Linked DNA regions of Mus musculus: regions 2, 3, 4, 5 and 6 are each linked to region 1. Evidence: chromatin contacts called from public promoter capture Hi-C data. All regions are on one chromosome and are shown on one strand. Each heading gives the region's core, a stretch centred on a gene start, on an enhancer-like site or on the middle of the called end of the contact. The rest is flanking DNA. Distances are from core to core; before and after follow the strand shown. Region 1 holds the start of Plau (plasminogen activator, urokinase). Region 2 holds the start of Adk (adenosine kinase). Region 3 holds the start of Sec24c (Sec24 related gene family, member C (S. cerevisiae)). Region 4 overlaps Vcl (vinculin). Region 5 holds the start of Fut11 (fucosyltransferase 11). Region 6 overlaps Vcl (vinculin).

Evidence for each region. Promoter capture Hi-C pulls out the DNA fragments that hold promoters and counts their contacts. Capture Hi-C pulls out chosen DNA fragments and counts their contacts.
Region 2: a contact with region 1 is called in a promoter capture Hi-C map of liver. The contact joins the promoter of Adk here to the promoter of Plau in region 1. A contact is called at or near these places in 7 of 39 promoter capture datasets (the C10 cell line, cranial neural crest, hematopoietic stem and progenitor cells and 4 more), 1 of 484 Hi-C or Micro-C datasets (nephron progenitors), 3 of 115 datasets of contacts at active chromatin or transcription factors (the 230-238 cell line, embryonic stem cells and memory CD8 T cells) and 4 of 9 other capture datasets (adipose tissue, embryonic stem cells, liver and 1 more).
Region 3: a contact with region 1 is called in a promoter capture Hi-C map of macrophages, with 5 read pairs. The contact joins the promoter of Sec24c here to the promoter of Plau in region 1. A contact is called at or near these places in 3 of 39 promoter capture datasets (the C10 cell line, hippocampal neurons and macrophages), 5 of 115 datasets of contacts at active chromatin or transcription factors (bone marrow-derived macrophages, embryonic stem cells, memory CD8 T cells and 1 more) and 3 of 9 other capture datasets (adipose tissue, liver and pancreatic islet).
Region 4: a promoter capture Hi-C map of liver shows a contact between it and region 1. The contact joins the enhancer-like site here to the promoter of Plau in region 1. A contact is called at or near these places in 12 of 39 promoter capture datasets (the C10 cell line, the HPC-7 cell line, cranial neural crest and 7 more), 1 of 15 datasets of contacts at CTCF or cohesin (the NIH/3T3 cell line), 1 of 484 Hi-C or Micro-C datasets (muscle stem cells), 7 of 115 datasets of contacts at active chromatin or transcription factors (bone marrow-derived macrophages, embryonic hindbrain, embryonic stem cells and 1 more) and 5 of 9 other capture datasets (adipose tissue, embryonic stem cells, liver and 2 more).
Region 5: a promoter capture Hi-C map of macrophages shows a contact between it and region 1, with 5 read pairs. The contact joins the promoter of Fut11 here to the promoter of Plau in region 1. A contact is called at or near these places in 11 of 39 promoter capture datasets (3T3-L1-derived adipocytes, the C10 cell line, the HPC-7 cell line and 7 more), 8 of 115 datasets of contacts at active chromatin or transcription factors (the SCID.adh cell line, bone marrow-derived macrophages, effector CD8 T cells and 3 more) and 3 of 9 other capture datasets (adipose tissue, liver and pancreatic islet).
Region 6: a promoter capture Hi-C map of hippocampal neurons shows a contact between it and region 1, with 1.8 times the contacts expected there. The contact joins the enhancer-like site here to the promoter of Plau in region 1. A contact is called at or near these places in 10 of 39 promoter capture datasets (the C10 cell line, cranial neural crest, embryonic stem cells and 4 more), 3 of 115 datasets of contacts at active chromatin or transcription factors (bone marrow-derived macrophages, embryonic stem cells and pancreatic cancer cells) and 2 of 9 other capture datasets (adipose tissue and embryonic stem cells).

Annotation. Positions count from the first base shown.
Region 1 is chr14:20,834,758-20,839,158 of GRCm38.p6, reverse strand. Plau (plasminogen activator, urokinase) reads right to left here and starts at 2,497. Exons shown (of 11, transcript NM_008873.3): 1 at 2,425-2,497; 2 at 2,024-2,110; 3 at 1,519-1,549; 4 at 1,274-1,381; 5 at 472-646; 6 at 1-63. The coding sequence starts at 2,080.
Region 2 is chr14:21,050,494-21,054,894 of GRCm38.p6, reverse strand. Adk (adenosine kinase) reads right to left here and starts at 2,321. Exons shown (of 11, transcript NM_134079.4): 1 at 2,195-2,321. The coding sequence starts at 2,256. Ap3m1 (adaptor-related protein complex 3, mu 1 subunit) reads left to right here and starts at 2,453. Exons shown (of 9, transcript NM_018829.4): 1 at 2,453-2,755.
Region 3 is chr14:20,672,379-20,676,779 of GRCm38.p6, reverse strand. It overlaps Sec24c (Sec24 related gene family, member C (S. cerevisiae)), which reads right to left and starts at 2,459. Exons shown (of 23, transcript NM_172596.2): 1 at 2,392-2,459; 2 at 623-822. The coding sequence starts at 794.
Region 4 is chr14:20,993,172-20,997,572 of GRCm38.p6, reverse strand. It overlaps Vcl (vinculin), which reads right to left. Exons shown (of 21, transcript NM_009502.5): 7 at 2,471-2,561; 8 at 1,581-1,728. Among named protein-coding and RNA genes, the nearest start is that of Ap3m1, 57 kb to the left of the region's middle. Within about 2 kb of position 2,577, at least 28 of the 459 cell types and tissues checked have an H3K27ac peak or open chromatin away from gene starts, as enhancers often do. A contact at or near this core is called in adipose tissue, bone marrow-derived macrophages, liver and 1 more, where this site is marked.
Region 5 is chr14:20,692,321-20,696,721 of GRCm38.p6, reverse strand. It overlaps Fut11 (fucosyltransferase 11), which reads right to left and starts at 1,754. Exons shown (of 3, transcript NM_028428.2): 1 at 1,024-1,754; 2 at 309-934. The coding sequence starts at 1,719. Sec24c (Sec24 related gene family, member C (S. cerevisiae)) reads right to left here. Exons shown (of 23, transcript NM_172596.2): 20 at 4,197-4,376; 21 at 3,811-4,002; 22 at 3,489-3,578; 23 at 1,872-3,071. The coding sequence ends at 2,931.
Region 6 is chr14:20,968,642-20,973,042 of GRCm38.p6, reverse strand. All of the region lies in intron 2 of Vcl (vinculin), which reads right to left. Among named protein-coding and RNA genes, the nearest start is that of Vcl, 41 kb to the right of the region's middle. Within about 2 kb of position 1,957, at least 47 of the 459 cell types and tissues checked have an H3K27ac peak or open chromatin away from gene starts, as enhancers often do. A contact at or near this core is called in hippocampal neurons, where this site is marked.

The DNA of each region.
Region 1 (4,401 bases), core at 1,248-3,747:
TGGACAAACTGCCTTAGGCCAATCTGCACATAGCACCAGGGTCGCTTCTGGTTGTCAGGGTTCCTGGTAACACAAAGAGATAGGGAATGTCATGCCAAGCCCGAATGTCTTCTCTGTATTCTCCCTTCCAACAAAGGCTCAGCCAGAGACCTGGATTCTTGTGCCAGGATTCCCATCCCAGGTATACCATGGTGATAACAAAGGTTTCTAAGAGGCCACGATGGGGGAAGGGATGTTGTTGTTTTTAATGTGTATAAGTGTTTTCCTATATTCATGACAGTGCATGCCTGCCCAGTGAGGCCAGAAGAGGGTATCGGATCCTCTAGAACAGGTGTTAAAGACTGTCACGAGCTGCCCTGTAGATGCTGGGAATCAAACTAGGTGCTCTGGAAAGGCAGTCTGTGCTCTTAACTGCTGAGCCACCTCCCTATCCCCCTTGGGAAGGATTCTTGGTACTCAGTCACCACCTACCTGCAGTAATTGTGTTTCCCCAGGCCTAGGCTAATAGCATCAGGTCTGTGGGCATTGTAGGGTTTCTGAAGGACAGCAGGCGCATTCCAGGCCAGGCAGGGCCGACCTTTGGTATCAGTGTTGGCCTTTCCTCGGTAAGAGTCACCATTTCCATGATAGCAGGTTTTTGATGCATCTAGAAATGATTTGAGGAGTGCAGAGTATTAGAAAAGGGAGGCGGTTTGGACAGGCATTTCAGAGGTGACACGGTTTCAGACCTGTCAGGTGATATGAGGGAGATTCACCCTTTTTTTTCACACTTGTATAGCCACTACTTCATGAGTGTGTGTGTGTGTGTGTGTGTGTGTGTGTGTGTGTGTGTGTGACTCCCAACTTCTGCTGCCTGTTTTGTTTGTTTGTTTGCTTATTTTATGTGTATGAGTGTTTTTCCTCCATGTATATCTGTACACCATGTATGTCACTTGGGCTGGAAGAGGTCAGAAGAGGGCATCAGATTCTCTGGGACTGGGGGTACAGATGGCTGTAACCCACCTCTATGGGTGCTGAAACTCAAACTATAGGATGTCTAGAAGAGCAGCCAGTGTTCTTAATCACTAAGCTGTCTCTCTAGCTGCGCCTCGCCCGCCTTTTGAGACAAGGACTTACTATGGAGGCCAGGCTTCAGTCTCCTCCTAAGTGCTGGGGTAACAGACCCACACCTCCAAGGCCAGCTTCTGCCTGCTTCTGCATCCCACCCATCTGTCCCTGTTCTAAGATCTCTGGTCCTCCCCCACTCCCACATTCCAAGTCCAAATCCCCATACCTATCTCACAGTGCTCCCCCTGGAATTTCCTTGGGCAGCTGCATCGGCGAATTCTGGAGAAGTACTTGTAGGACACGCATACACCTCCGTTCTGACAGCCACAGTTTGCTAGCAAATGCAAAGGAGGGGTAAGCAAGGATCAAGTGGGGAGCCAGCCTTTCAGCAGGGACAGGGAGGGTATGTCTCCTAAGGTTTTTCAAGGGTCTCTGTGCAGCCAACTATTGTGCAAGGAAGCAGATACTCACATTCATCAGGAGCTCCAAGTACACTGCCACCCTGCAAGAGATGAAGGTGACATGCTCTAGGGAATTCATGTTCAGGATAAACAGGTCCCCACCTCAAAATCCCTTCCAGTGATATTCATTCACTCATAATATTCTCTCTCTCTCTCTCTCTCTCTCTCTCTCTCTCTCTCTCTCTCTCTCTTTCTCCCACCCCACCCCTGTCTGTCTCTCCCCTTTCTGTTTATTACTAGCCAGCACCCAGACATGGACTGACTCAAGCAAACTTCACACAAACCAGGTGCCCTTGGGCTAAGGCACTCCCCGTGGCTTCTTCCTCCCTTGCCAGATAGTGCAAACCTCTTTGGGTGCACAAGCCCTCCGCTGATACATTGTCCTATTTCCTGGGAAAGCCTGGACCTGCCTTTGATGCCTAAGTTCCCCGTGCAGCCCCCATTTTTCCCCTGATGCTGCTTAAGGGATCCTGCAAGCCCCTTCCTGATGGTGCTAAAGCAGCGAGACCACTCACTTCAGAGTTTTTCACCACCAAGGCGCAGAGGAACAGGCTCGCCAGCCAGACTTTCATGGTAGTGCCGCTGGGCTCTAGACAGCAGTTCTGCAAAGGAAGGAGAAGTCAGGACAAGAAGCGGAGCAGCTTGAAGGTGGCAGAGTTACTACAGACCAAGGGAAGCCACTCCAGGTGTCCTGCGGGGCAAGCCATCAGTGACCAACCTCCCCAAGCCGGGCAGTCTCTCCCCTCTGCGGGCTCTGAATCCGCACAACACCATGGAACCTCTCTGTAGAGGGGCGCGAAGGGCTGGAGTGGTGACCTTGCCCACAGTTCCGCCAGCCAAGGTAGTGGGAAGGGAGGCATGCGGGAGCCCTGGCTGCCTCATCCCGCTAGGCTTGCTTCAGACCAACAGCACTCACCGGTGACTGCAGCGGAAGGGCGCTGGCAGACACGCAAGGACTGGATGGATGACAGACAGAGCTCTGGGGCTACAGGCTCTGCTCGGCGCTGCTCGCCCTTTATTAGGGCCCGCCAGAGCCCTGGCCCCGCCCAGGTTTGCTGGAGGGCGGCTCTCTCTCTCTCTCTCTCTCTCTCTCTCTCTCTCTCTCTCTCTCTCTCTCTCTCTCTCTCTCTCTCTCTCTCCTTTTCCTTTTCCTGCATCCCACCGCAACTGGACCGCGCTTGCTTCCCAACTTTGACGAAGTCACGGAATTTCCAGCTGAGCAAACTTAACGCAGTCTGTCTGGATCGAGCGATGATCCGGCGGCTTGAACATTCTTCCTTTCTTTCATTCACCTAGTGCGGCCCCAGTGTAGCGTGGTGAGGGCGCTCCAGCCATTGGCTCGCTGATCTCAAGCCTCTTCCTTAGTGGTTTAATCAGTTCTTCTCCAACCTGTCCCCCTACCTGCCTACGACACTGATTCAGATGTCTGATAGAGGGGTATAAGTCGCAGTTCCTTTACAACAAAAAATACCTACTAACAAAGGCTCCCACATGTCAAATGCTGAGTTCTCCAAATGCCACTAATGCAAGCAGTGAATCAGAAGACAAGAGTGAAGTTTGTCGTCAGGGAGTGTAATACTGTCATCAGAAGGTGAAAGGCAAGGTCAGATTTTATTCAGATTTGCTGTTTGGTTTAAGGTCAATCTTTGAAAGACAATTTTAAAATTTATGGCAAGGGCCAGACTTAATGGTGCACGTCTTTTATCTAAACACTAGGGAGGAAGAGGCAGGTGGATCTCTGCGAGTTCAAGCCCAGACTAATTTACATAGTGAAATCCTCAAAAATAATTATGATTTTTAAAAAAGCAGTAATGGTTACTATGTTAGGATTGTGGGAGCAAAGTCTTGGCACAGCAGCTGCTATGGAAGTGTCAATGGGTCTTTTGAAAAATGCCTATAATGAACAATCCATTTATTTGTCTGGAAAAGAATACAACCAATACAGAGGATCATAGATCAGGACTGAGTGCATACCTCACTGGTATTGTGGTTGCACACAGACACAAATAAGCAATCAAGGGGGGGTGTCTTTTTTTTAAAGATTTATTTATTTTATGTATGCGAGTGCACAGTCCTCTCTTCAGACACACCAGAAAAGAGTACCAGATCCCATTGTAGGTGGTCATGAGCCACCATGTGGCTGCTGGGAATTGAACTCAGGACCTCTGGAAGAGCAGTCAGTGATGTGAACAGTAACATGAACAGTACATTGTAACAGGATAGAAAAAAAAAGCAAGGAATACTCAAACCTCGTTAGTGTGGGCTATCAACATGCAACAACAGTGGGGGTGTCTGCTCTTCCCTTGTAGTAGAGAGGCTGTGGGTCTGAAGGAAAAGATAAAAGGAATGTTTATTTTTCACTGAATACTATTTCACACTGTTTTAAAAACTTTAAACACGTCCTCGTATCAGCCATTCTAAAAAAATAATTACACATTTTATTTTTGGGTGTGAGCCTAGCCATCTCTTCTGTTGCCAATTCCACACTGTAAATGCACTTGTGTTCAGCATTTTACATCATCACGTTAAGACGAAAACAATTATTTATCTAATAATTTATCTAATAAAATAGGCTTATATAAAGACAGGTCATGTATAAATGAGCCCTGAACATCTTGAAGACAAAGCACCCTCCCTCATGCACACACTTGCACACATGCACACATGCACACATGCACACACCCCTCAGGCAAAGTAGGGAGTGCTCAGAAAAGATTCCAAGGGTCAGTCACTGCAACATGTGCCTCAGAGCCAAGGACCAGTGGTCATTTTGATGCTCCTTCCACAGAAGAGGTGCCTGAGCCCGCACCATTCATTAGTGCCCCAGCTTTGCTTTATTTCCATAAGCCTGAGCCTACAACATTTTACTGTCAACCTGGACCTTGGAAAAGAA
Region 2 (4,401 bases), core at 1,072-3,571, 220 kb before region 1:
GCTGGAAGGATGGCTCAATGGTTAAGAGCAAACTGCTCTTTCAGAAGAGCTGATTGGGCTCCCAGCACCCACGTCAGATGGCTCATAACTGATTCTCTTCAACTCTAGATCCAGGGCATACAAAGCCCTCTTCTGGCATACATGTGACACACATTCACACAAACACACACACATACACATAAATAAAAATAAGAACTATTTTCCTAAAGATAACTGACAACTCACAAATTCCTAAATTCTTTTCCTAATATCTATAAATGCTTTTTACTAATTTATATGTTCTCCACTGACGAATTCTATACATTAAACTGTGCCTACAATTTATGCTGTTTTCTCTCACAGTTAAACAAAATTGGTAGAAATCTCTTAACTGCCAGGAAAATCATAGAGCAATTCAGCCGAAATGCATTATCATTCAGCAATCCTAACTAACAAAGGGAGGAACAGTCTACTCAAAGGTCTCTGCATAAAATTAAAGAATCCATACAGTCAAAATCTTTTAACTTCACCTGTGCAGAAAGCAATAGGTTAGCATTATGGAAAGTGAATTTTATTCCTCTAAATTATCTACAATTTTAAATAGACAGATATGTATATGGCTCTTCATTTTTGGTAAAATTGAGATAATTATAGAAATGGTCTTATCAGGTTGGTTTGGATTTGAGTTAAAATACGTAGAATGCAGAAACAGCACCTGGCATATACATATCTAAGTATTAATCATTACCATGGATCATTTTTAAAAATGCATACTCGAATAGAAGCATGTCTTGGATGTTGTGTAAACACACTAGAACCAAATAATAAACTTGAATCCTGATGCCCAGGGTTCGAATTTTCCTTTCTTAAATGTTTTCTTTGAGCTTCAATATCCTCACCTGTAAAATAAGGTTAATCCCTGCATTTCTTTCATGGAGGCTTCTTTATACCGTTACTTCAGATGGTAAGCACTGTTAAAATGGATCATCATAATATATAAAGTATCATTTTTATTAAAAGAAAATCTAAGGAGACAGTATGCGTTTATTCAGTGGGCGGGGCCAGAGGACAACAGAAGAACAGAATAGGTTCACTCCGTCCACCACGTGTGTCCTGGAGTCTGACTGAACTCAGGTCATCCGACTTGGCAGCAAATGCCCTTATCTGCTGAGCCATCTCACTGACCCAGATAATCTAAAATTTAAAATAAAACATCCTCAGTTTTTTGGTTGTTTTTTTTTTAATGTTTTACGTTTGTGGTATTAGACATGCACAATAACCTTCTAAGAATAATAGGCACTAAATAAACCCACTAAAAGGGACCTGCTCAGACCCATTCCACCAAGAACATGATTTGGGACCCCCCAACTTTCCTTTTCAGTTGTGAATCAATTCTCCTTTTGAACATGGAAAAAATATGTTGAAATAAATGGAATTTGCCTTGTATAATCAGTAACAGGCCCACGGTTTTAAATCAGTTTGATGCGTCTATTTTTAGGTAGCAAAATCACTGCCTTCCAATGAGCACTTCAAAGTCATCAGACACTGAGCGCGCTGGACTTTATACTTATTAGGAAGAAATTTTTTTTAAAAAAACGAACGGCTTTTTGTAAATGAAAGTTGCAACATCAATTGTGCGTCAGGTGTTGGGAGAGAGAGCTCTCCGCTCCTGCCAAATATGCAAAGGGGAAAAAAAGAAAAACAAACAAAAACTTTCCTAACCTAAGCCTGAGGTTGCTTGGGGGTCCCATGAAGGGGGTCTCCAAAGATGATTTCAGAAAGCTGACGGAAAACTCAAAACGCTCTTCTGCAACGCCTTCTGAAGAATTCCAAGAATGTTATCTTTTACCAGGGTCCAGGAGGCGCCGGGCGCCTTCCCGCTAAATACCCTAGGAAAGGATGCAGCTCCAGATAGGTCCTTTGGGGTCGCGCTAGCGCGGCCCGCGAAGACAAGCACGTGGCGCCAGAGGAAGGCTCGGCCCCCGGGCCAGCAGCTCTGATTGGTCAGTGGCTGCCAGGGCCGAGAATGCACCTGAGCAGAGTCCAGAACAAGAGGGCACTGAGGGGAACAGCAGCTACGCGGGCAACTCCCCGAGCTGCAGGTCCAGCGCGTTGGCCCCACGAACGCAGCCACCAACCAGCTGCGCCAGCCCACGTGGGCCTTGGCTCACTGCGAGTGCCATCTCCCTCCTCCCCCACGTAGGGCAGCTCTCACCTCAGCGCTTGTGGCGCTTCCACCTTGAGCTTTTTGGGCTTGGGCTCGTCCGCAGCTGCCATCTTCACACTCTCACCGTAGTTTGGCTCTGCCGCGCGTCCCGCCCCTCAGTCCGGTGGCCCCGCCCCTCAGCTCGTCACCGCCCCCTTTCCACTAAGCCCCGCCTCTCCAAGCTCCGCCCAATCCGTGACTCTAGTCCATAACCATTGGCTCTACGCGCTTCCCTACAGGACCTCGATTACTACGGTAAGGGACCCCAAACGGAGTTAGGCTGCGGGTGAGCGCCTGCGCTCAGGGAGTGCCAACCTCCCCGTTCCTTCAGCCCCTGAGTAATGTGGAAGAGTCAGATCTTCAACCTCTGTAGACACCGAGCCTCTCACTGAACGCCGTTCCGCTCGTTGTGTCTATCTAGTCCAGCCGACCTCCTTGGTGCCTCTGCGGCTGCTAGTCAGGCAATCTGCTGGGCACTCCGAGCGCGGGGTCCTCGCGGCATTCTCTGCTGCTTCAGCTGCGGTGCAGAGAGGACCCGGCACCGAATCACTGAGTCGCCCAGGTGTCGGGGTGAGTGTGAGGGCGGGGAGTCTCCGGGCTGGAGACCTCTCCAAAGCCGGGGAGTAGACCGCATAGCTCCGGCTCGGGACTCTAGCCTGGGCTCCAGGAGCGTCCCCGCTGCTGTGCACCGGGGCCGCGCCTGCCCGGCACGTCCGGGCTTTCTAGCCAGCTGGGCCGGAAGGGAGCGGTGCACCTGCCACGTAGGGTTCTCGGACCCTGGACCCCAGGCACGGGAAATGTCATCTATAGTGAGGTGCAGTACCGACGACTTGAATTTGTAGGACCCCAGGTTTGGCCTTGGAGGGCAAGTCCCCTGAAGAAGCTAAGAACGCTCTCTTTATAGGGTGGCGCCTGCGTGAGCTGGCCTGGGATGGGGAAACAGTGAGTAGGGTGTTGCAGCTTCTCAGGAGACAGGTGACAGGGCTGTAAACTAAGAAGGTGGCCTGGAGAATGGAAACATAATGAGGGGTGGGCTGATTGGATGCAGTGGATTTGTTTGATATTGAAGCTTTAACTTCCTAGTTGAGAAGTTGAGTCACTGTAAAAATCCGGCGTTCTCGCGGGGAAAGAATTTTTTTTTTTTTTTTTTGGTGGCATTTGGGATTTTGACTTGAAAACACATTACACAGAAGAAAAGGAATTTTCTGCAGGCAAATATATAAATCCTTCCTCTGTATTGAAAGAAGAAAACGTGCCCCCCTTTTGAGAGAGTCCCACTGCTATTATCGTCTGTTTCTCAGTGTCTTCCTGGTTTTTAAACATTTTTTTTTTACATTTATTTGTTTGTTGTATGTGTGTTGCATGCCACAATATACATGTAGAATTCAGAGACCAACTTCTGGGCCACAATTCTCTCCTTCCACCATGAGGGTCTTAGTGCTCAAACTCAGGTCCTTAGGCTTGCTAGCAGACACCTTTTTTGATGAGCCATCTCAGTCTCCTTATCTTTGTTTTACCTACTTGCTGCTTTTAGCTAAGAACCACACTGCTATGCCGTTGCCAACATCCTACTGAGTTATCACTAAAATTACTTTAACCAACATCACCCATCACATCAAATATGACAATCATATATTCTCGGTATAGATTTAAAAAAAAAAGTCTTGGAGCTGGAGAGATGGCTTGTCAGTTAAGAGCACTAGATGCACTTTTGATGAACCAGGTTCAATTCCTGGCCCTCACACAGTGGCTGACAACTGTCTGTAACTCCAGTCCCACGGGGATCCTACTCCCCCTACTGGCCTTCTTGGGCACTGCACACTCAGTGTACAGATACATATGCAGACAGAGCACCCATACAAATACAATAAAAACTTAAAGAAAAAAAACAAAACTACTTGCGAATCAGAAAAGTTAACCCCCTTTTAATGCATAAGACATAGATATATTTTAAGTAGGCATGTGTTTTGGGGTTTTTTTTTTTTTTCTAATTTGTGTGGGAGATGCTGCAGAGAACCCAAGTTCAGGTCTTAACAACCAATAACTCCAGGGAATCTGATGTACTTTTCTGGCCTCTGCAAGTACCTGCACTCACATGACATATACAAACAGAAATACATACAAAATTAAAGTTTAAAAAACTTGGGTTGTGAGCTGCCTGAGATGGGTGCTAGGAACTGAACTCTGGTCCTCGGCCGAAGCAGTAGATGGTTTTA
Region 3 (4,401 bases), core at 1,210-3,709, 160 kb after region 1:
CACTAAAGCATATATACACGGGGCCGACATTCAACTCCTCCCCAAGAGATACACAGAGAATCTAATGCAACACAAGAGTCTCTTATTTCACTCACATCACACAACATTCAAGAAGAGGAAACCCAAGCAAAGGAAAATAAAGACAGTAAAAGATCCAGGGAGTACCCTATGTCAAGCATACAAAAACACTTTTACACTCAGATTCATTTACACACATATGTGTCCCAGAGTAGTATTATAGTAAGAACCAGAAGTCAAATAAGAGGCATTTTCAACACATATGAGGAACAAGTGACTTCAGGGAGACAAAGTCAACAGGCAACACAAGAGCTATGACCACAACCCTTCCATCCAGCTCTCAGTAATACAGTAACAGTAATGATGCTGTCCAGGGTGACACCCACCAAAGTGAGCTGTTGCTGAATCTGGAAGATGCATTCTTCCTAGGTGGCTTAGGTAGAACAGTCACATGTAAAAACGAGGCGAGACAAGACTATTCCCAGGGCCTTCATTTTCAAAGAGTCAGACTCATGTTCCTCAGTCACAGGACCTAAGCAGCTTTGTTAAAGCAACACAATCGAACCTGAAGACTGCTCATTCCCTTCCCTAGCTCAAAACATACCTTGAGGAGGTGCCTGCTGATAACCTGGCACTGGGCCATTGTAGGCTCCATAGGGAGTAGCAGGGGCTGCAGGTCCTGGTTGCCCACCATAACTCGACTGATGATACCCTGGGTAGATGGGCTGGTTCTGCCCATATGGTGGAACAGGTGGAGCTGACTGGTTGACATTCATTATGAGAGCATCCCCGATTTGATCTCACCTATTGAATGAAGGAAAAGAACGAAATCAGTCAAAACAAACTTTCTACGGAGGGAGCAACTATTCAGGGAAGGAAGGAAGAGATGAAAAGGGATTGACCTTATCAGGCTGTGATCAGTTGAACTATTCCCACACTACTACAGGATCTCAGAAACTTCCTGCCCCGCCAGTATGCAGTCACTTTCTTCAAAGCAAGGGTTTTGTTACTGTGAACCCCATGTTGTGTCACTGCCAAGAAGGTATAAATTTCAACTTCAGACAGACTTAATGGAACAGAACAGCAGCAGCCATTCTCCAGTGGTATGACTTTCAGTGTCCAGGCAGTCACACAGAGTCCTCTGCCTGATAACTACCATGATGTTACAGGTAAATAAAGCAATGTTTCCACTTTCCATTCATTGTATCTACCACCAAGTCATCCATTCATCCCCCAAAACAGAATAACTTCAAATGTACTAGGTTTTGTTCAAACACACACACACACACACACACACACACACACACACACACACAAAGAAAAACTGTAAAGTAGCTATTTGGGAGAAACAGTATTCTTTGTCTGACCTACAATAATCCAAATGTTACTCTGACCCCAGTCTTTCCATGAACAGAATGTATTAACCTCACAAATGAAACATTTAAGATAAAAAAAAAGTAGCAATATTCCATGGCAAAGGTCATTCATCTCATGTCTCAAGCAGAGGACTATGGGTATTCTACATCCAAGAGCATGCCTGTAATTGTTTCTGTTCTAAGGTTTGTTTGATAGGTCGCTATCAAACTATTGCAATCTTGCCCAGGAACAGAAGGATGAGTTGGAGGTCCTTTTCAGGGGTCATTCCAACAAGGGGACTGGAGATCTAAACATCCTTCTAGTTATTATACAGGCAGAAGAGGCCCAGGAAGAGTGAGACCTCCTTTCAGGTGCTGCAGTAGAACAATAGGTTTCTCTTTGCTAGGAGAGCCCAGAAGCTAAACCGCTGCCGGACTGAAAACTCTGTAAAGTCAAAGCCATTTTAGAACAGTCCTTCCAAACGCTAAACGTTGCACATGCCACCAACATCAAGCCTGGGAAACGTCCCTCTCCCTTTAATTTCCTGAAGGAGGCTGAGGGACCGAATAAGCTCAGAGTCAAACTCCAATCTTGACTCCATTCTAGGGGGATAGCCGAGGGTGACAACCGAAAGGGGCGGGGCAAGCTTCCTAGAACTCTGAAAGTACCCGAGATGCGGAGGCTTGAGCGCTCCAGAGATCGAGATCCGGAAGCCAAGCCAGCCTCTAGGGCCACGAAGAGGGCCGGTTCACTAAGCAGTAAAGACCAATCCTCTAATGCCCTTCAACATGCTGGGAGGGCGAAGCGAGCCGGAACCTGGGCCAGGAGGTGAAGGGAGGGGTCCGGGGACCTAAGACCGATCGCCGGCCACAGATGCGAGAGGTGAGGGTCTCTTTCTAGGCCCCGCCTCCAGGCTCCTCCCTTTCCTCTAAAACCGGACAGCGATCAGGCCAAAAATACCCTGGCCTCTCCTCAGCATTCCTCCCCACCACGCAACCTCGCGATGCCACTCCTCACCCGGCTCCAGATCCAGGTTCGACTTCGTTCCTAACGTCAAGGCTCCCAGGCTCAACTTCCGGTTCCGAGGGGGGGGGGGCTGGCGTGCCGTCCCCGGAAGTTCCGCCCCATGCTCTAGGGCTAGGCCACTCCTTCTGCCACGTCGGCCTTAGGCACGCTTCCGGAAACCCGGATGTTGCGCATGCGTATGTGGTGTATCCCGTCATGGACGCAGTCTGTAAAGTATTGCTGAGTTTCATGCTTTTTTTTTTTTTTTTTTTTTTCTTTCCTTTCCAGATTTTTCCACATTTTCCAGACTTTTTTTATGGCTTTACCAGCTGAGAGGGTATTGAGAAAACTAGGTCAGATTATTTTTAGTAACGCTCCCTTCGTCGTGTGTTGACTTTAAGGACAGCTAGTCTTGTATCCACTTCCTGTTAACCTTTCACCCCGTTGATTTGCGTCCCTACGGTAGAGCTCACCCTGACCTTTGAGCCACACGTGGTAGTGGTAGGGTGGGTTCTAACCCTCGACTTTGGGCCGATTAGTTCAATGTTTGGACAACTTCTGCCCCGGTTTACTTCTTTAATGAAAAGAATTCGTGTCGAACAGTGAATTGGGATGAATTTAGAGACGTTTCCTAAGATTGTTCAGTATAATGTTTATTCAATAAAGATTAGTTACCATTTTATGCCTTGCCCTTTTTTTAATAGAGGTAACTCTACCAGAATATAAAGACCTCCCTGCTCTCTGTTAAAAGAGCTACAATTCTTTCAGTAATCATAAGACTCTTCAGAGAACAATGTTAACTAATAAATGATTATTGCTCTTTTATCCTCTAATCAGTTTTTTGAGACTGGATCTCAATTTATAGGCAGACTATCCTGAAACTGGATATATAACCCATGATCACCGTGAACTCCCACTTTTTATGCTTCCAACCTCTCCGTTGCATGCATTGGAATTCTTTCTGTGCTGTTATGCTTTAAGCACTTCTTTGGGCCAACTTAGGTTCATGAATAGAGTAGGCAAACTGTTTTGTGGGGTTTTTTCCTACGTAATGGTAGTTACACAGTAATGCATGCTTAGAGAAAAATGGGCATTTAAGTTTGCATGTCAGTTACTAACCAGTCAGTTGTTTCTGTCTAGCTTGTTTTAAAATGTCTTATGTATGGGTGTTTTGCCTGAATGTGTATCTGTGCACTTTGTGACTACAGTACCTGCAGAGGCCAGAAGAGGGCACTGGATCCCCTGGAACTGGAGTTAACAAATCTTGTAAGATACATGGATGCTGGAAATCAAACCCAAGTCACCTGGAAAAGCAGCCAGTGTTCTTTGTCACCAGCCCTGTTTCTATCCACTTTTAAAATACTGTCCGTGGATCCTAGTATCAGTATCAGCTGAGACTTGTTAGAAATGTAAATTAATATCTTTCCTATTTATTTGGGATTTTTTTTTTTTTTTCAGAGACAGGTTTTCTCTGTGTAGCCCTGGCTGTCCTGGAACTCACTCTGTAGACCAGGTTGATCTTGAACTCAGAAATTCACCTGCCTCTGCCTCGCAAGTGCTGGGATTAAAGGGTACATTACCACCACCACTTTTATCCACTCTTATGACTCTCTCTCTCTCTCTCTCTCTCTCTCTCTCTCTCTCATAGGAGGTCTCACTGTATAACCCTCCTGAATTCATTGTGTGGATCCAGCCGGTCTCCAATTCACAGAGATCCTTCTGCTTCTGCCCCCAGCGAGCTGCGATTAAAAGCATATGCTACCAAAGCTGACTAGAAATGTGCTCTAATTCACCTACATGTAGTTCAGTTTTGGGGACGGGGCTCAGCAAACAGTACTCCATTACACCAAGCTTGACAAATGACTCCCTCCTGGTTGATTCTCTTGCTGACTAACAGTTGTCAGTTTAAGAATTTGCCAAATGCAGATAACATTTGTTGAGCACTTGAGCTGCCCGAGCTTGAGCCCTCCCTCACCTTAGCATTTCACATGATTTATCCCATTCATATTTCATCACACCATA
Region 4 (4,401 bases), core at 1,328-3,827, 160 kb before region 1:
ATGAGACTGCACAGAGCTGTGCCCTCTCCCAAGGAGACACACACTCCAAAAGCCATGGGGCGCCTATGGGTACAACACATCTAAAACTCCACAAAAGACTCCCTAATACTATATAGATATCTGCATTGCTTTAGGTAAAGATGAATGGTTTCATAAGAATAAAAATTTCATGTGGTCCAAAAGAAGTACTTTTATAAGCTATAGTTAGCTTGGATACACTTTGGATCACATAGCATGCTGAGGTTTGTTTCTGTGCCCTAAAGAAACGGTATGCTATGGACAACAGTGATCAAGGAATTTCAGGACATTCTCAAAGCAAAAGCAATCTCATCTCCTTTAGGAACTTCAGCTCAATTCAATCCTCTCAATGTCTATAAATATATTCATTAACCCCATAGGAGTATTTTTTAATCTACATTCTACTGCATTATTTCAATAGCAAACTAAGTGTACTTATTTAGGGGTAGGTGCTCTGAAAACAAAGATTTGAGGAGGATAAAGGGAAGGTTAAACAAATTATAAGGGGCTCTGTGAGATGGCTCTGAGTACAGGTGTACACACAAGAATAGTGTTAAAATATTAACAATTTTTAAAATAAATGTACACAGTAATAAACACAAAATGAAAAAAAAAAACCTAGTATCTCATGTTGTAGTGGGTGTGGCCTAACGCTACTTGTATTATAATGTTAATTTTGGTCCCCAAAATTGGTTACAGGAGTGCCTTACAGAAAACACTGAGGGGCCCTGTCCCCAATTGGTTTTGATTGGTAAATAAAGATGCCGGCAGCCAATGACTCCGCAGGACAGAGGCAGGATGTGAGAATTTCCTGGGCTTGGCATGGAGAGAGAGGAGGAAGGAAGAGATCCACCATGCCAGGAGAAGGTGAGGAAAGACGCCATGCCTGAGGAGTGGGGGACAGGGAGGCATGGGCAGCCGTGAAGAGGCTGGGAGAGTGCGGCCCTCTGGCTCCAGGGCAGCCAAGGCAGAATGTAGAATCTTGTAAGTAATGACTCGGGCTTATCAACAGGAGGCAGATTAACGACATGGAGGTTAGAAGGTAGCCCAACTCTCACACTATTTAAGGCATATCAAAATGCAAAGGCTGAGTGTATGTCTTTCATTTAGGAATGTATAAACATTGGGGTGGATGGCAGGATTTATATTTAAAAAAGTATTGTTACACATGTAGCTCAGGCTGGCCTTCAGTACAGCAGATAGCTGAGGATGACACTGAAATCGGGTCCTCCTGCCTCCACCTCCAGAGTTCTAGGGATTCGAGGCACCTGCTCCTTGCTGGCTAATGGGTTCTAGGAACTAAGCCCAGAGTTACACACATACTAAGCAAGCAATCTCTCAACTGGGGTATATCTCCAGCCCTACTGGAATTTTCTATCTACCCATCCATAAAAAAACCTAATAATTATATAATGAGCTCTAACTTTATTAGACTTTGAATATTTTAAAGCTCTGTTATTAGCAAAGGACAGTTCAATACAATCGGCGTGGACCTGTGCTCTGAATCACCTCCTCAGGAGTGAGCTGTTCAGCACGGGTTAAGAAAAGGAGAGGACCCTTACCTGGCTCGGAGGTCAGCCACTTGGTCAGTCATCTGCCCTAGCATTTTGCAGGTTCCTAGGATCTCCCTGCGTTCCTTGCCTGCACAAAGTTCACCAACTTTTCCAGCTTCATCTAAGATCTGCCTGATGGCCTGCTCTCCAGCATCCCCTAAAATAGTGAGATAGTCAATATCTACACCATGAACACATCAATTATCCAGAGAGATCCCATCACAAGTCATTCCGTTCATGAAGGAATACAAGACCTGACAGCCACACACTGCCCCATAGACATAAGGCGAGGCTTAACCACAGGCCCTGTGAAGGAAGATATGTTGTACCATATCTGCTTGGAGATATGCAGTGGCCATAAGTATGTGGCTGATGAAAAGTAGTCTCATAATTCAACAGGACTTAGGACCTCCAACTTCCATTAGGCTTTTCACATTTGCTCAAACAATCTGAAGTGGAATAAATATTAAATTAGAAAAGCCAAAAGCCTTGTTGGGTCTTATCTTTATATATTCAACTTTTATATATCTTACATTAAGATCACTGTACAATCTACTTAACTAAGTACTTTGCTGACATAAATGGCACCAGCTTCCAAACAGAACTAGCAAAAAAGGGTGTTTATTCAAAATAATAACCTTTCTGCTTCAGGGGATGGGCGAAGCAGTAACTTTTCAAAGACACCGGCTTAACTTGGTTTATTTATTCATGGTGAGAAATGAGAGATTTTATGCCTTCATCCTTTAAGGCCAGGGATGTTTCAATTTCTCAGAACTATGGCAGGATGCCACAGTTACCTCAGGATGGTGAGATTATGGAAGGATTCCTCCCATTCCTTCATTTGATTTGATTTTAACTGTTTATTGTTCAGAAAACAGAGTTTTTTACTGCAGAGTTACCTGGGGAGGCATTGGGGTCACGGAGCCAACCTTTGGCCTGGTTCAATTTGGAGTCTATGGACGCCAGCGCTCTCTTCATGGCTTCAGTGTCCTTTGGAAGAGAAATGCCACAGTTCTTGTGTGTTTTGTAACATGGTCTCTTAATTTTTACAGAGCAGTAGTTACAGCACTAACACACAACAGCTCAGGTAGTCCTACAACAGCCTTAAATAATCTCACCACACCACAAGTCTTGTGTCTGTCAAAATGCAACATCTTGCATGCAAATCTTCAGTTAATTCTATTCTGCCTCCTGGTGTCTTCAATGCTAAAATTGCAAAAAGCTTAAAAAACTGCTCAAGCCAAAAAAATGCCTAATGTCTCCAGCAGGAAGGAGCCCTGCTGCTCATACTTCATTATCAGCTTTCCTAATGGTCGCCATCCGGTAGGAAACTTGTGGAGCCTCAACATCAAGTGGAAGCCTTGCCAGAGCCCTCCCTGCTCTAGGCAAGCCTTATTAGTATGTGGTGCCACAAAGCACAGTCCTTTTATCTCTTATTTTAAAATGCACACGCACAAACACCAGATGGTATTTCACTATATTAAATAAATCAAAAAACTTAAAGAGTTACTCATTGGAAAAAATAAATAGTATTAATGTAACCATTTTGTTTTAGTTCTCAAAATAAACCACAAAAAGTTTTACAAGAAGGAAGCGCACTGCTGGCCTTCCCTGCTGTTCTTCACTCCTCGTCCTTAGATTTCCCCCCCCCCACCCTAACAAATGGATCTCAATGTATTGCTTATAACCAGGACTCAGGATGATAAGCATAAAACTAACACAGAATCTGCTAGGATGTCACTAGAAAACAACCAAATAAGAGAAAAAAAAATTTTTTTGAGACAGGGTCTCTTTATGTAGCTCTGGCTAGACAAAATTTGCTATGTCAACCAGGCTGGTCTGTTAACATAAAATTGTCTGATTAAAAAAGGTATGTGCCATGACTCCCAGCTTAATTTATAATACATAAAAAATAACAGTGAAACAAATATCCATGTGCCAATCTTTAGAACTGGGAGATTATACAGTCTCTCTCTCCCTCTCTTCCTCTTTCTCTTCTTCCTCCTCCTCTTCCTCCTCCTCCTTCTTCTTCTCCCCTCCCCTCCCCTCTCCTCCCCTCCTCTTCTCTCTCTCTCTCTCTCTCTCTCTCTCTCTCTCTCTCTCTCTGTCTCTCTCTCTGTCTCTGTCTCTGTCTCTACACCTCTGCCCCCATTCTCCCACCTCCAAGGGTATAACTGTGTAGCCCTAGTTCCCTGGAACTCATCACACAGACCAGGCTGGCTTTCCAGTGATCTGCTTCTGCCTCAACTTCTAGGATTAAAGGTATGTGCTACATCTGGCCCTAGTCTGGCCATCTCTACTTAACATCTTAAAAAACATTCTGTCTCCTTTTTTTGCACTAGAGAACTGACTCCCAGAGAGTCAATCCATCAAAGCATAATGTTAACTTCTAAAATTCTTCGCATGCCCTTATTCCTAAACTTTCTTATTTCCAGTCCTACCAGGGTTGTACCATCAAGCTTCCACAAGGGGGCACTGAGCACATCCCTACTTCCAAGTCAGAGTCATCACTATAACACAAAAAGAACAGGCTGAAAACTCAGCAGCAGCTGAACCCTGATGCTTCTGAAATGTCTACTCAAATGATGGACGCTGCTTTAGGACCCCCCTTTTCTTTCATCTAAAAAGATAGAGAGTGTGCTCTCATCCTAACTTTATTCTCAGCCACAGCAACAAAAAAAGTGCACTCCCGCTGGGTGGTAGGGTAGGGTGAAAAGTTACTAAGTTACATGAATTATGACAGCTACCAATGTTAGGCAACATCAGGAAAATCTAGTCCAAAGTCCACTCATAAGTACACTTAATAATATTGCTTAAATCTGTTTCTTTC
Region 5 (4,401 bases), core at 505-3,004, 140 kb after region 1:
CCTGGTATGCAGAAAGCCCTGGGTTTAATCACAGCACAACCAAAACTCATCTTTTGTTGTCCGGCTCCCCATCAAAGGTACTCAGCTCAGGTGCTGATCCTCACGTTGGCTTACAGGCTATTTATAGCCTGGCTCCACTTTATGTGCTCAAGTTTTCTAAACTTCCCCACACCTCTGGAATAACAGGTGTATCCACCACACCCAGCCCCCCAACTGCTACTGACAACTTAAAGCAAAGTGAGCCCAATGCGCTAAGAAAGCAAGCAGTTTGATTTGGCAGCTGCGGGACAACCCAGCAACCCCTTTACCTGTCATTCTCGGGAATCTCTTCGACTTTCCCAAAGCCAGGGGTAGGCACTGGACAGTTCATGTGCGACGACTGGGCAATGCGAGGCTCGGGGACAGGAATGTCCCCATGAGAGGATGCATGTGCTTTCTCGGCATTCAGCCGAGCCAGTTCATGGTCACAGACGAAACACTCAAAGCCATTGAGGTAATTAGGCAACATGGGATCGTTGACTCCCCACTCCCTGTGCTCCAGGTTATCCAGAAGAAACTGGTTGGTGATGCCTCCAGGCTGCTTGTATGCCAGGTATTTCATATACTCGTCATCATTTTTGTCCAGAAAGTCAATAAACTCTGCCAACTTTTGAGGGGACTCAAAGTCATCAATTAGGATGACAGAGTGATTATTGGGCATCCAGTCCCTCACAGAGGGTGATCCACGATACACGGGCACAGCACCCAGATGCATGGGGCGCCACAGTTTTTCTGTCATGTAATCATTGCAGATGGCATTCTCCAGAGCTAAGTGGAACTTATACCGGGACAAAAAGGCCATGAGTTCTGGATCCTCGGTGGTGGCCGTGGCTGTGTCCTGTAATCGCACGGTGGGCGGCTCGCGGTTCTGCAGGCACTTGCCATAGGAATCCACCTAAGCGAGTCAGAGCACGGCGGTCAGCAGGGTGGGGCGTTCGCCCGGCCCACCCCCGCCCCGCCCCGCCCCGCCGCTCTCTCACCCACCGGGATGTAGCGCATGAGCTCGCGTACGTATCGGTCCCGGTCGGAAGGCACATCGCAATGGGACTGCAAATAGAGCAACGGCGCGTATCCGCGGCGACGCCACTCGGCGCGCTCCCGGGGCGGAGGCGCGGGCCGGCGCAAATAGGCGGCCCCGGGCAGCCACTGCAGCGGCAGCGGATAATCCGAGTGGCGGCTGAAAGTGGCGGTGAGATTGAAGAGACGGATGCCCGGGCCGTGGCTCAGTAGGAAGTTATTGAGCGGCGACTCCTCGTGCAGGAGCGCCCAGCTCTGGTGCGCCAGGCGCGGCAGGGGCGCATCAGCCGCGCGGAAGTCCGTGCCGTAAAAGAGCAACGCGCGCGTCCGCGGGTCGGCGCGCGCCCGTCGATCCCGGGACGCCACGCACGCGCCGTGCGCACACTGTATGCGCTCCGAGTCACCTGGGAAGTGCGGAAACAGACCTGGGCTCCACCACAGCAACACTGGTAGGTCCACCGCCTCTCTGTTCCCTGGAGGCGGGGACCCGGGCCCGCGCGCTATCCCCACGGCGCCTAGGGCGGCGGGAGGCCGGAAAACCGCGCCATCCCACGGCTCCTCCCTCTCTGCCTCCCCGGAAGCCTCGGACCCGGAGCTGCTGGCCGAACAGACACTGAGCACCCCCAGGGCGGCCAGCACCGCCTCGGTACAGCGAGCAGCCATGTCCACACCGGACCCCCTCGGACAGCACGAAACCCCGCCCTGCGGCGGGTGGGGAGTGGACTAGGTCCTACGCCATAGGGGCACGCGGCGCATGCGTAACTCCTCTCAGCTGCAGGCAGGGTGGGGAAAAGTCGCGAGTAATGAGAGGGATACTGGTTACATCTTATTTTATTTCTTTACAAATTAAAGATGCATTGAAAAATAAACCAATGAAAAGAAATGAAAGGTCCATAGCAGGGGCATCCTGGGCTGGGAGCAGGCAGGCCTGACCACGGTCATTCCTAGCCCTTGTCCTGCCCAGCCAACTGGAGTTGGAAGATAACTTGTCAGCCACTCAGTCAATACCAAAGCCCAGTAACGTCCTGGCACCGGAAGACAGGGCTCCAGCCATATCTGCCTCTCCCCAACAACGTTTCTGGTGGAAGCTGAGTGGGATGTGGGCTGGCTCTGTGAGGTATTGCAAGTTGACCATCAGGCGCTCTACAGAACCATCCAGGATTGGGGCTTCTCCATCTGGAAAGGAGGCTGCTACTTCCCCAAGGTGTTAATATGTTTTGCAATTCTTACCCCAGGCTCATTCATCCACGAAGTGCTCACCAATCATTGCAGGGGAGAGAGAGCACGCGCAGTGGAAGTAGAGAGATTAGTCATCCATCCTCGGTAACTATGACTTTGCTACTGACCATCAGGCACCCAAAGGACCAACTATTTTACTCTCCACCACCTACGGCCTGTACCCCAGCTCTTGTGCACCTGTATATTTTGTCCCTAATATAGGAAGTTGTTGATGACACGGAGCTGAATTTGCCACCTCCTGTAATAACCCTGGGATTCCCACTTCTTCCTGCCTGCCCTTCCTCTTGGAGGCTCATCCAAAGGGACACACTGTTGCCAGGGCCCAGCTGCCTCCAAACCCCCAACACCGAATCATATACAGTGAACTGAGAAACTACATTCATTACAAGAGGATTAGCAGGAGAAAGGGTAGAGTAAGGGGCCTGAGGCACCTTCGATCAGCAGGACATGACAGAGTGGTAGTGTATTTGAGCCCAGAAAGACGGTGTCTCCTTATATCTCGCCCTCCCCCCAAAAGAAGTCAACTGAGGTCAGCTTACATGACTTATACGATATGGAACTGTCCCAATTTCTCTGTCATCCTGGGGTTCTTCCTGGAAGCTGGCCTGGGACCCTATGCCATTTACCCACTTGCTTTAGCTCAGTAGCTGCCGGATCTCCTTGTGCATATGACAGAGAAAGTCCACATAGGATGCACCTCCACTTAGGCTCTTGTCTTCCACCAGGAAGTGCTTGAACAGCATCTCCAGCTTGTCTTCCTGCTTGACCACGATAAGCTACAGGCAGAAGGCAGATGGTAAGGAAGGGCAAATGGTAAGGAAGAACGCATACACGCGTATGCTCCCTCCCCAGCTTCCTTCCTGATGACCTGACAAGAAATCCAGGACTCAGAGCAGGGCTACTGCGCTGAGCATAAGAGTACTTGTCTGGAGCTGGAGAGATGATGGCTCAGTGGGTAAGAGCACTGACTGCTCTTCCGAAGGTCCTGAGTTCAAATCCTAGCAACCACATGGTGGCTCACCACCATCCTTAATGAGAGCTGATGCCCTCTTCTGGTGTGTCTGAAGACAGCTACAGTGTACTTACATATAATTAATAAATAAATCTTTTTAAAAAAAAAAAAGAGTACTTGTCTGGCACAGAAGGTTCAATATCCAGCCCCACCACTGTGAAACATAGAACATCTGTGTTACCTTCATGTACCGCATTCTCTGTGCCCGTAAGCTATCGATGAGACCTCGAACTTTCTTAGACAGTGGATTATCCAGAACTGGCAGAACACTCTGGAACAAAAATGTATTCATTACTATGATAAAGTACTTTTAAGTCCATCCAAAGGGAACAACACAGATTTAGCTATCATCTGAAATAAGAAAACCAGAAAAACAGTGATAGCCGCTTCCCTCACCTAAGTGTTCTCTGATACATAATAAAGGGACCAGCATGACACTGACCCACTGTCAAATCACCAGAGTATTTCCCATACCCATCTCATCCTTGACACCCTGTTCTCACCAAGCCGCTGGTGATCTGACTGAAGGAGGACACGTTGAAAAGGCTCTGGACAACACCTTGTTGGACGCTTGCTCCCACCCAGACAAAGAGGTTGAGCCCATTTTCCAGCAAATATATATCGCCACTGCTTAGGCGCTCTTCAGAGGCTCGAACTGCTGGTGGTTCAGCGGTACTATCAAGGGGAGACTTTGTCTAGACAAAAGAAGAAAAAAACATCACCAAGAACAACATACTCCTTTATACACACAAACTAAGAAAGCTAAGTCTCTAGATAGTCATATGCAATGTACGTAAAAACAAATTTCTTAGTGTAAAGTAATCCACCCCCTCCTTCTTGGAGGCCCTGTGCTCAGTACAGTGTCTCACACTCTGATCCTCACTCGCACCAGTGGTAGGAGCCGAGGGTAGAAGAAGACATTGGTCTCAGCCACATCCATGGAGGAAACCAGCTGCCGAACATAGGCACGATCATCAGTAGTGACCTCAGCTCCAGGCTGCAGAACATCACTCTTCAACACACAGTTCAGGTAAACTGGGAGGAGCTTCATGCACTCAGGAAGAATCAACTGAGGGATTTATGGAAATAAAGTC
Region 6 (4,401 bases), core at 708-3,207, 130 kb before region 1:
ACCAGTAGTAAGTTTTGGAGGAAAGGATTTATTTGGCTCACAAGTCCACATTGTTTCTCATTACTGAAGGAAATCAGGACAGGAACAGGCAAGAGTTGATGAAGAAGACATGGAGGGGTGCCTCCTTTTTGGCTTGCTCTCATGACTTGCTCAGCCTGCTTTCTTATAGAACCCAGTATCACCAGACCAGGGAGGTACTACCCACAATAGACTAGAACCTCCCCCATCAATTACTAACTAAGAAAATGCCTTACAGCCAGATCTTATGGAGGCACTTTCTCAGTTAATGTCCCTCCTTTTAGGTAACTAGTTTTTGTGTCAAGTTGACATAAGACTAGCCAGCAAACATGGTAATATTATGTATATACATGCTAGTAATGTATATGTGATCTCCCTGGGCCCTCTGAGCTCTTTTCAACCTTGTGATTACTCTGTAGACAATGGAACACAAGTGACACAAGCCTAATGTTTTATTTGCTCATTTCTAATTGAAGGGTACATAAAGTAAACAAGATTTAATCCATCAACCTATTTAGACCTTGTCTGCAAATTAATAAACTGAGTCTGCTTATTACTGAGAAGATTCAAGTTATTTTTAATTAGATATTTTCTTTATACACATTTCAAATGCTATCCTGAAAGTTCCCTATACCCTCCCCCCCGCCCTGCTCCCCTACCCACCCACTCACACTTCTTGGCCCTGGCATCCCCCTGTACTGGGGCATATAAAGTTTGCAATACCAAGGAGCCTCTCTTCCCAGTGATGGCTGACAAGGCCATCTTCTGCTATATATGCAGCTAGAGACACGAGCTCTGAGGGTACTGGTTAGTTCATATGGTTGTTCCACCTATATGGCTGCAGACCCCTTCAGCTCCTTGGGTGCTTTCTCTAGCTTCTCCATTGGGAACCCTGTGTTCCATCTTATAGATGACTGTGAGCATCCACTTCTGTATTTGCCAGGCACTTGCATAGCCTCATACAAGACAGCTATAACAGGGTCCCTTCAGCAAAATCTTGCTGGCATATGCAATAGTGTCTGGGTTTGGTGGCTGATTATTGGATAGATCCCTGGGTGGGGTCAAGTTATTTTTAAGGAAGTAAATCCAAAATGGCAGTATGCAGCCATGTTTGGTACAGCAAGTCCAAAGGGGAGCTATTTAAAATCAAGAGTGCTTGCTCTGTGTCAAAAATGCAGTCAGGCAGCATTATCTCATGAAATTTGGCCATTCAGTTGAAGAGACAAAAGTCTTCTTAAAATAGCAATGGAAAGGATCACAAAAATCTCAAGTTAAAAACCAGACAAAACAACAACAATGAAAGAATAAAACAAACCACCCTAAAACATCAGAAGCATACATTAGCCCCAGGCAAACAAATGGCATTGAATGATATGATTTTTCAAAAAATTCTAAAAATCAAAAATCCTATGCACTTTAACCAACCAGTGGGTTTAAAAATACAAATCCCAAGACAATTGTTTGCGTGCTTAAGATCAAAAGAAAACAAAAGCTATTTATAAGTACTAATAATATAAAACAAAACACTATTTACCTTAGGCCAAAAAAGACCTAAATTAGATCTAGTTATGTTTTAATACCTTTAAAATGTATTTGTTATACATAAATATAAACTGTGTTAAAATTGTACAGGTATGTGCCAAAATGATGCTGAACTAAGAGTGTTCAATAAGGATGAGGGCAAGGTGCTTCCCGGGGAAACACAGCGAATGGATGGCGCACCGAGCTCTCTTTCACACAGCACTCTCAGAACATTGTTTTATTCTGCAGGCCTAGAGAGCCCAATATGCTTCAGAAACAATCCAAGCTGGCAAATCAACCAGAGCTTTGACAGTTCCCAGCAAGCTGTTGAGAGCAGCAGCGAGGCAGAAGGTAACACGTTCCAGTCCCTGTGCAAGAGCATTTGCCAGCCTGCAGCAGAACGTGCGCACTCTGCTCCTTACAGGGACTTCATGCACAGGACCGCAAGTGATTGCCTGAGAACACTGCCGGGCACTGAGCAGCCTTAGATGGGGCCAAGAAATAAGAATGAGGCAGGTGAACCTCTGTGTGAGGTCTATATAAGTAGTTCAGGATAGCCAGGGCTACACAGTGAAACTCTGTCTCAAAAAAAAAAAAAAAATCTGTTTAAAGAATAAGATTCTACTATATACTACAAAGGTAATTTTTTGCCAAGAAAAATTCAAACAATTCATCAGAAACATGTCTCACCTGCAAGGAATCAATGTGGATCAAAGGAATCAAAGTCCATACTGACAGAAAATGAAGCTAGCCAGTTGGACACACAACTTATTCTTCATTTTAGCACTGCCACCTACTATCCACTGTGAATCTGGTTATGAACCTTGCTAAAAAACCACGTTCGTGCTGTCATCCTGTGGCTCTAAAACTACAAAGCTTCTTTCCTGCCAGCTGGAAATTCCCCAGCCAGGCTTTCAAGGACTTTCATCCCTGGGCCCAGCCTACTGCACGAGGCTCAGTTCCTGCCACCTCTGCCATCACCAGCCCTTTCCTCGTACACCTCCATGACTTACATCCACGTCTTACTGCATCCACACTAGCTTGCCTTCTCTGTTCTCCCAAGTCACACACTGAACATGACACCACCTCCTTCTACTAGTCACGCCTACTCTGACAGTTCTATTAAAGTCCATTGTATCCTGAATTTTGAAAGTTCTCAGAATATCTCCACCTTTTGTTTCTCTTTGATACATAGAAAAAGAAACCTGTAATCCATCTAGCTCAGGGAGCTCAGGCAGAAGGATCTTGAATTTGATGCCAGATGAGCTAAGTGTGAGACTTTTTCTTTTTTTCTTTGAAAAAGAAAAACAAAAGACAGTTCATATATATGACACGCCCCAGCATGCCCCCATGTGTGTGACTAGAACTACGTGCAATTCCCAGACATAAGAGCTGTAACTCCACTCATTCCTTTTCCAATAAGAACAACAACAACAACAAAAAACATAGTAAAAAGCAAAGCAGTCTACTACACTTCAGTGAAAGTGTAAGAAAACAACAGAAAGCAGAGATGAGGGACGTGTGATTGAATAGTCTTCATTTTCTTTTCTTTCCAACAACACCTACTCCGACCTCTTGGCCAGTTTCAATGGACTTATTTTAATTTTTTCTCTTAATCTTATATATGTGGGTGTTTGGTCGGCATGTCTGTGTAGTATATGCATACGCTGCCTGGTGCCTGTGGGAGCCAGAAGAGGTTCTAACGCCCTGCAGTGGAGGTATAGGTGGCTGTGTGCTACAGCGTGAGTACTGGGAACCAAATCCAGTTCCTTTAGAAGAGCAGCCATCCTCTAACCTGCTAAGCCATCTTGTCATCCTTCAATTTCTTTAAAGTATCAGTAAATATTGTAGTTTATTACTATTAATAAACTACTTATAATACCTTTCACAGGGGATTTTTCACTGTATACTGCTATGAACTGCTATTCTATGTAGCAATGAGCATGCTAGACAAATAGAGTGCAATAAATAATTAGCCAATGAGTATGTCTAGGCTATTAATCAATCAATTATATATAAATATTAATTAGTGCTCAGCTGACTGATGATGATTGATGAAAATTAAAAATATAAACATGGGATGAAAGAGCCGCAATGCCTGCTGACAGTTTCTAAAGGACAAAACCACTTCTCAGGAGGCAAGTCTAACATTTCAATAGCCCATCATGGCTACTGCTCTCCTAAAGTTTATGAGGATCAAAACAGTTTCTATGGCAACTATTAAGCAGTGTGGCTATGATTCAAATCTTGGGTAAACTTAGTGAACTGTGAACTCATTTTCCAGTGCAGTCAGAGACCAAATAACTTGTTCCACCCACACAAAGAAAGCCTTGCTGGGTCCTGCAAATTTTTTTCTGTATTAAAATGTCATTGTTTTGGTTTGCTCTGGTTTTGTTTGTTTGTTTTTGGTTTTGTTTATGTTTTTTCTTTTTCAAAACAGGAGTCTTACTATGTAACCCTGGCTGTTTAGGAACTCAATTTGTAGGCCAGACCGGCCCGGAACTCACAAAAATCTGCCTGTCTGCCTGTCTTTGCCTCCTGAGTGTTGAGGTTAAAGATGTCTGTCACTGTACCCAGCCTTTAACAGGTCTTTGAGAAGAAGGAACATCCTGAGCACTGCAAGTCCTTCCATGGCAATTACAACATAAACTCAGTTTGAATAGTCCATATCAAAACTAAAATGCTTGAGATCAGAAATAATTCTGATTTTAAGGGTTTGGGGGCCGGGGGGATCAGGGTTTGTTTGTTTGTTTGTTTTACTAGAATGTTCAACCTGTGTGTCACTTTTAATTAATATTAAACCCACTTTTCAATATTCCCTGAATTGTTTACAAGTAAACCTATAATTTGATTTTGAGACTA